2 separate regions of the Mus musculus genome follow, and region 1 is linked to region 2. Evidence: chromatin contacts called from public Hi-C data. All regions are on one chromosome and are shown on one strand. Each heading gives the region's core, a stretch centred on a gene start, on an enhancer-like site or on the middle of the called end of the contact. The rest is flanking DNA. Distances are from core to core; before and after follow the strand shown. Region 1 has its middle 17 kb from the start of Mir682. Region 2 has its middle 140 kb from the start of Pcsk1.

The links. A called contact is a pair of places that touch in the nucleus more often than the background predicts.
Region 1: a contact with region 2 is called in a Hi-C map of liver, with 4 times the contacts expected there. The contact joins two enhancer-like sites. A contact is called at or near these places in 2 of 39 promoter capture datasets (both in liver), 2 of 15 datasets of contacts at CTCF or cohesin (large pre-B cells and pro-B cells) and 10 of 484 Hi-C or Micro-C datasets (the G1E-ER4 cell line, bone marrow-derived macrophages, embryonic stem cells and 2 more).

The regions. Positions count from the first base shown.
Region 1 is chr13:75,626,032-75,629,992 of GRCm38.p6, reverse strand. No RefSeq gene overlaps it. Among named protein-coding and RNA genes, the nearest start is that of Mir682, 17 kb to the left of the region's middle. Within about 2 kb of position 2,207, at least 10 of the 459 cell types and tissues checked have an H3K27ac peak or open chromatin away from gene starts, as enhancers often do. A contact at or near this core is called in liver, where this site is marked.
Region 2 is chr13:75,224,358-75,228,706 of GRCm38.p6, reverse strand. No RefSeq gene overlaps it. Among named protein-coding and RNA genes, the nearest start is that of Pcsk1, 140 kb to the right of the region's middle. Within about 2 kb of position 2,901, at least 14 of the 459 cell types and tissues checked have an H3K27ac peak or open chromatin away from gene starts, as enhancers often do. A contact at or near this core is called in liver, where this site is marked.

The sequences.
Region 1 (3,961 bases), core at 958-3,457, 400 kb before region 2:
TGGATATATCACTCCCTCCAAGGTTCAGAGAACATTAGAAAGGAAAAGATGGAAAGGGCAATGACAGAAAGAATGGAAAAGTGGAAGGAAGGTGTAGGGAAAGACTTGAAATCCTGACTTGTAACCGTTCACAACTGCTGAGCTCTTGCATTCACAGGGTTACCTGCACACGATTACCTCCATAAGATTGGCCGCATCAAAACACGGTCATGGAGGTTTCATATCTAGATGAAGGTTGGTGGGAGACTTCTTGGTGGTAAAATCACTGATAAGGTGTCCATATTCCTGTAATCCAACCCAGTCAAGCTCTTGTAAACAATACTAATGCAATTCATTAGTTTACACAATGGGGAGTGCATTCATGTGCTAGCATCTTTGCACACACACACACACACACACACACACACACACACACACACACACTCATGAGAGAGTCGGGGAGAAAGAAAAGGGGAGTTAATTTAGAAAAGGTGATTAGCAAGAGTAGGAGGTGTGGAAGAGAAGATTACAAGCTGTAAAACACATGTATAAATGTGGACAAAATATATTTATGTACAAGTACGAAAATGCCACAAACCCATTAGGTATAATTAATACATACTAATAAAACATTAAAAATCTGCAATTATAATTACTGGTTAAAGCATGTTTTTTAAAATGAATGTGTTTTTATTTTTTAGTGGATAACTCATGAAGCAATTAAAAAAATCATCTTGACACTGGAGAGATGTCAACAGTTAAGACTGCTTACTGTTTTTCCAGATATCCTGAGCTTGATTCTTAGCACTCTAGCTGTGAGGCTCACAATTGCCTGGAATTCCAGTTCTAGGGGATTCAATGCCCTCTTTTAGCTTCCATGGCCAATGCACACATCACACACACACACACACACACACATACTACACACACACACACAGAGAGAGAGAGAGAGAGAGAGAGAGAGAGAGAGAGAGAGGGAGAGAGGGAGAGAGGGAGGGAGAGAGAGAGAGCTGTTTTGCTGTTTTAAAATAATCTAATGTTCATTTAGTTCTCTTAACCAGGCTTGGGATGTTGAGCCTGAATGGAGTCCTAGTGTGTGAAGACTTTAGTCCAATATGCAGTGATTTTTGTAGCCCCATGGGATGAACAACAATATGAACTAACCTGTACCCCCAGAGCTCCCAGAGACTAAGCCACCAACCAAAGAATATACATGGTGGGACTCATGGCTCTAGCTGCATATGTAGCAGAGGATGGCCTAGTCAGACATCACTGGGAGGAGAGGCCCTTGGTCCTGTGCAGGCTTGATGTCCCAGTGTAGGGAAATGCCAGGACAGGGAAGTGGGAATGGGTGGGTTGGTGAGCAGGCGAAGGGGGATGGGATAGGGAGTTTTTGGAGGGGAAATAAGAAAAGAAGATAAAATTTGAAATGTAAATACAGAAAAAATCTAATAAAAAAAAGAAATCTCCCATCACTGTGAGTTATGAGCATTAATATGCTGGTTTTACAGAAACTCAAAGAAAGGGTTTGTTTTTTCACTTTGCTCAGACAGTAAGAATGATCATAATAAAGGTAATAAATATTTGTTGAAAATTTACTATTTGGCAAGCTCATTCCTAGGCCCACTTTTTGTGGATCATCTCACTGTCAACAGTTGTTCCTAGCTACTCTTAATATCTTAAAATGTCTTCTTTTTTTCCAAATGAGTAAGGGTTTAAGGAAATTTAAATAAGTTTTCCTGGTTGTTCAGCTAGGAAATGGTAGTGTCAGACACATAGTTCTCAAATTGTTCTTTTGGTCACTTTGAGATGAGTTTGGCTAAATGCTAGTATTCAAGTGTAGTTAATGCTCGAATGTAGTGAAGGTATTTTGAGGACATGACTCAAGTCCATCTTCCGTTGGCATTAGTAAGAGAGGTTATCCTAGTTTATCTTCACTGACTCAATCACTTGAAAGGCCTTTAGGACAGAACTGACAGGAAGAAATGTTCTCTGTGGACTGGATTTCAGCTGCCTGAGGCCTCCAGCCTGCTCTTTCTGCTGACTTCCAATGCCTTTCAGATTTGCTTCATCAGCCCCACATTTTCATACGCTGAGTTTATAAACAAGTCTGACAACACTGAAGTCTTTGTTATTATTTTAGCTTTTGAGTATATCTCAGGCTAGATTGGAACTCATAATCTTTTCCCCAGTCATTGCTGGGACTGTAGGTATGTACCACCACACCCAGATTATAGTGTCTTAGTCAGACATCTCCCACAGGATCCAGCTCTGTGCTTGTGCACTGACTGACACATTTGTCTAAGTTCAAAGCTCAAGCAATAATTAGAATGCTGTACTCATCCCTGTATATAGCAAATTAGGAATTTGAACTCCAGTCCTCTGTGCACATGCTTTGAGTCACGTGTTGCACTTAACATACCATGTGTCATCCTGCTAAATTTTACATTTTGTGCAGCCCAACATGATAAGTACTGTGAAGGACACCAGGATTTAACCTCACTTTCACTGTACTATGCACACACACTGAACACAACCCTATTGTCAAAGTCACTGTCACCTCTCCTTTACACTTAGTCAAATGTGGTCATTCACTTTGTCATGATTTCCTCTCACCTTTCTTTCTTAATGTTTTACTTGTTAGACTTTAAGAATTTAGAACTTACTGTTGCTTATCTTGTCTGTGGTTTGAGATAATCCAGGTAATTTAAACTCCAGTGACAGAGGAAGAGAATGTCTCCAAGGCATCTTTGGAGCTGAACTTAGCTGTTGTAATCAGGACTATAGTCCTTCTAGGGTAGACCTCTGGCAAATATTGGCAAGTCAAGTTCCCCAAATTTGAATTTTCCTAATGAATACAATTGGGCTTAGAGATGTGGCTTGCCACAAATAAATCCTAATTCCAAGGTGAAAATGTTATAGAAGAGCCAATTTGGGGCATCAATTAAAGGATGGATCTCCCAAACAATGCTTTCGGGCTTTCACCATCTTTACTTGTATTTTTCTTCTTAAGTAAAATACAATTAAAAAGAAGATTTCTCAAATCTTACCTCAATTAGTGTCAAAATAAATTCTGTGCTAAAAAACGTAAGAGTGCCTCTCTGGACTTCCTTATAACTTAGAAAGCTCATTTTTAATTGTTAAAATTCCAGTTAATACTTTTATTTACTATGGTCTCAAGTTTCAGGTTCTCAGATATCTTGCTGATACTAAAAACAAATAGCAGTTTGTAAGGCATGTGGATTTATTGCCAAGAGTCAAGAAGGCTTTGTTTTGGAGCACTAGAGAAAAAAAGACTCATTTTATTTTTTTATTATCACTATAAATAATAATTTTATTATTATTATTCAAGTAAAGATAAGGAAAATGATGCAAAACAGTTGGATTCTCATATTAGCATTGATCAGTCAAAGTGGAGACTAGGATTTAATTGTTTTGGACATAGTTAGAGATTGTAAAATCAATTATATTTAAATGGATCAAAATTATATGAGCTTGTAAAATATGGAGGTTAAAAATGTATAGTAGGGTTTATATGGAGAGCATTCTATCAGATTAAAACATGCACCTTGTTTTGAACTTAGAACCACTGTGAAAGTAGGCTTACTTCGAGTACTGGTTACCTGCACTGGCTCAGTATACTGCCTGAACGGGAAGTAGAGACAGAAGAAGGGACTAAACATAAAGCCATACACCCCCCCCCCCCCGTTACATACTCCAGCTAGACTCCACTTTTGAAACTTTCTTTCCCTTTCTTTCTTTATCACTATTTTTAAAAAAGATAGGGTCTCTATATGTAGTTCTGGTTGACCTGGAACTTACTACATAGACCTGGCTGGCCTTACAGAGATCTCACTATGTCTATCACCTGACTGGCCTCTTATTACATCCCCAAAATATTGCCAAAAGCCGATGAGCAAGTATTAATCGCATGAGGGTGTAGGGAACCTTTTATTCTCAAATTGCAATATAGCACATAGTT
Region 2 (4,349 bases), core at 1,652-4,151:
CCCAGTACTGGCAATCTTCTTGGATGAGCTTATCCACACTCAACATTTTAATTACTAACTTTGTGCCAATGACACTGTCTTTAGTACCTTACCGTCCCTCCCCTGATCTTCAGGCTCAACAATTCCATCACCTCCTAGGTACTTTTTCTCTGGATATTCTCCAGATGTTTGGCTCCATTTCTCAAAACGCACCTTCCTCCATTTTCTTCAATTTCTATTTGTCACTTTTTTTTCCCCTGTTATAAAATGTTAGAATTTCTCCCTCCTCCACTTCAGAAAACTGATTATTAAATCCTAGGACATGTCCATCTTTTCTGTCTCTCAGACTGATTCCATTCTTATTCTCCATACACTGTTAGAGCTGAGCATTCTCTGGCCTTGACCACCTCAACAACTGCCTCGCTGGACAGGGTTTCTGTAATTGCTCTGCTCTGTGCCCCTGCTCAAGAGCTTCTGGACCAAAACCACCTGTCTAAATCCACTCAGAATCCTACAGGGGAAACCCACTCCTTGTCTAGCATGCTCTAGCCCACTCTGAAAACACCAGCACCACTCAGCATGCCTCACTGACTGCAGTAATAATGCTCGCGGTAGTTTTCTACCACCACTCTGTTCTTTTCTTTCCTTGCTTCCTCTTTTCTCCAGTACACATGCTTTGCTATGAAGACTTAAGTTGGTCTTATGAATTTCAAGTAACTATTATAGTCTTCATGCTTGGGTCTGTAAAAAAGACAGGCTTCAGTTGAATAGTCACTTTAGTTGTTTTAATCCTCAATGCAGTCAGAAGGAGGACTGGGAATACAGTATTCCTGTGCCCCCCTGTGATTAAAAACTTGCCAAGGTGTGTAGATTTTCATACCAATGCGGCTCCAAACCCAGAAGCACTCGCCTGTTCTGAAGCACACACTGCCCTCCAGTGGAACTCCTTGGAAGGACACACCTGATCTGCCATGACGAGTGTTTCCAGTTATTTTTCCCCATCAAGCATGCTTTGAACAATGTCAAATTTTAATTCAAAATGATTTTATTTGACTAAAGAATATTTTTCAAGTCAAATCTAGTAGTGAAGGCTTTTAATTCCAGCTATCTGGGATGTAAAGGTGTGAGGACCTCAAGTTCAAGGCCAGCCTGAGAAAAACAGTGAGACCCTGTCAATGACTAAGTAAACATAAGAATCAGGCCATAGCTCAGCGATATGCCCCAATTCTTGCCTGGCATTTGGAAAGCTGGAAAATTTAAACCTGATGCTTAACAAACCCTACAACTAAAACTAGGCTGAAGCAAAAATAAAACTTACTTTGGAGCGTTTAAGAATTTGTTCTGTGAAGAGAGCAAACACAGTCACCCTGACAAGCTACTTCATCCAGTGCAACCCTTACTTAACACCAGTATATCCTTTTTTTGGTTTTCAACCACGGAAAGGATGATGGTAAAGGCAACTATAATCTCTATATATCTATATATAATACTGGTTAATATTATGTAAAGCTGTATTTTATGTAATTTATGGTTTTGCTACAGAGTGACTTTAGAGAATTCTCTAATATGATAGAGCAAGAGTAAATTATTAGAAAACTATTAAATAATATTAAATTATATTCATAGACACACTGGTAGAAGATGCCACAAAGCCACACAGCAACTGGGCATCAAGGTGTCTGAATTTCTGTAGATGCTAGCTGGCTGCTCTGAAATGCATGTAGCCACATCTGCACTTGGGGCTCATAATGTGTGCTTGTGCAGAGTGTCACATTAACATCTTGCTTGGCATATGCCCTTTTAGATGAAAGACACTGCTAAGATTAAAGCTGACCTGCTGTATTGGGCAAAGGGCAGCCTGGATGCAGGGACACTCTTCTTCTGTCCACTGTCTGTGACTTTAGAAGTCCTCAGGGCAGGATCAGAGAATGGAGAACTAAGAACATACTTCAGATGTCTTAGAAACCAATAAAACTGTTGCTTGACCTCTTCTTTCTTAAGTTGCCAAAGCCATGGGGAAAGCTCTTTTCCTTCCTCCCTCTGTCCCTCTCTTATTCTCTCTTCTTCCAGCATTACCACCACCACCACCACTTCTTCCTATACCTCCTCCTTCTCCTTCTCCTTCTCCTTCTCCATCTTGTTATTCTTTTGTCTTAGCTTCATCTACTCAGAATCACTTGTTAGAAGAACTTGAGGTAACTTTTTTTAAAAGGGAAAAGGATGGACAGATTTTACTTAGAGTGTCTTGTTCATCCCTATTTTTTCAAGCCTGAAATTTACAAAATAGAAGTTGTTCAACTGCTGCTGCTTACATAAATCTCAGGAAAAGCCAAGTATCAGACAGAAAGGTTAAAAGAGAAAAAAGAAAAAGAAATGAAAATAAAATCTACTTTTGGTCTGCTTTCGTGTTTTAAACACATATTTCAGGCCTCAGGTTCCAACACGCCAGGTCACGACTGTACTCCGTTTTGCATGGTTCCTTGTTTTATAACCTAACATTATGTTTCATCCCTTCCTGTTTTGCTTGTGCTCTGCTTCATTTATTATCCCTTCTTTCTTCATTTGAAATCCTTGTTTACTATGTTAGAGTTCCGTGGGGCGTGGAACTTACAGTATCAGTAACTCCCAAAGCCCAGAGAATATATAAACATAATAAAATGCCTGGACTTTGACTCTGGAAGAGAAACATGTGATCAACTACAACTTCCCTAAAGATAACTGCTCTGAAGTTTAGTTCACAGAAATTTAATGTTCCATAATATAAATGGCTCACCTGTTGCTTTTGATGAGTTCTAGCCCACTCTTCCTGGATGTGGACTCCTGGGAAGAGGGTCTTTGAGATAGCAGATGGCTCAGCCCAGAGGTGAGGTCATTGAAAGAACATGGTAACACTTTGTACTTGGAAGACTGCCTGACTATTTGTGCCTCAGAGCCTTGGATTCTGGTCCTTGCTTAGACCTTTGCACCTTGGCAAGCCCAATTTATCTTTCAGTCTTGAACTGAGTGCCACTGTCGTGGTAGCAATTCTGAGTGTCCGTCTATGGATTGGCCTATGGGTACAGTAACTATGCACAACAGCACCATAACTTGCTCTAGCTTGGAAATAAAAATGTTTATGAGGGAAAAGATGGCAACAAACATCTCTCTTAATACTGAATAAAGTAAGGAGAGGCCAGGTGCCTGGCTTCAGTGGTTCTTAGCAATGATCTTAACTACTGTCAGGTACCGATACCATCCATGCGCTTTAGCTATGCAACTTGATTTGAGCACTATATGAGAGAAGAGTGGAATCACAACTTTGATACCATACTGCCAAGAAAACGTGTATATAACCACAAGAAAATTATTTGAATATCTTCATGCATCTATAAGAGAAAATGTAAATGTAAAAACCAGTATCAATAATAAAATCTCTACTTGGCTTTTATGGAGGGTCCCAGGTAGCTTTTAGGGAATATTTTAAGTTGGGAGAGCCTTTTAAAAATTCAAGGCATTGCCATATTCCAATTTTTGGTCATGGCATTATATATTATATATGCAAAATGAAAAGGGATTAAGCAAAAATCACGCAGTGAGCTGAGGAAAATCCAAAGCATAAAAATCCCACATTGGACACAAAACAGCATGTAGGCATGTAATACAGATTTGTAGTTGCAGGCAGATGCATACCAGTCCTTATCTTTGAGGACAAGCAAAAGTGTGTCCTGCCTAGTTCAGAGACTCTGTACCTGACTTGCAGGAACAGCCAATAGGTGACCCCATGGACCCAGCACTGCAGAGAATGCAGGGAACACAAGTCAGCTGTGCAGGGCCATTTCCCCAGTATCACTTCAGATGAAGATGAAGAACTCTCAGCTCTGCCTTCATCATGCCTACCAGGATAGGAGGATAGGCTATACTCACACAGAATCTGAGAACTCATCTTCAATGACCTCTGTCTTAGGGCTTCCATTGCTTTGAAGAGACACCAGGACCAGTTCTCTTAGAAAAGAGAATATTTAATTGAGGCTGAATTATAGGTTCAGAAGTTCAGTCTATTATTATCAAGACAGGAAGATGGCAGCTTCCAGGCAGGCATGGCACTGGAGGAGCTAAGAGTTCTACATCTTCATCCAAAGGACTATCTTCCAAGAAGCTAGGAGGAGGGTCTTAAAGCCCACTCCTACAGTGACACATTGTTAGTAAGGACACACCTCCTGTCATAGAGTTTCATCACTGTGAACAGACACCATAACCAAGGCAAGTCTTAGAAAGTACATTTACTAGGGACTGGATTACAGATCCAGAGGTGCAGTCCATTATTATTAAAGTGGGAATATGGCAGTATCCTGGTAGGCATGATGAAGGCAGAGCTGAGAGTTCTTCATCTT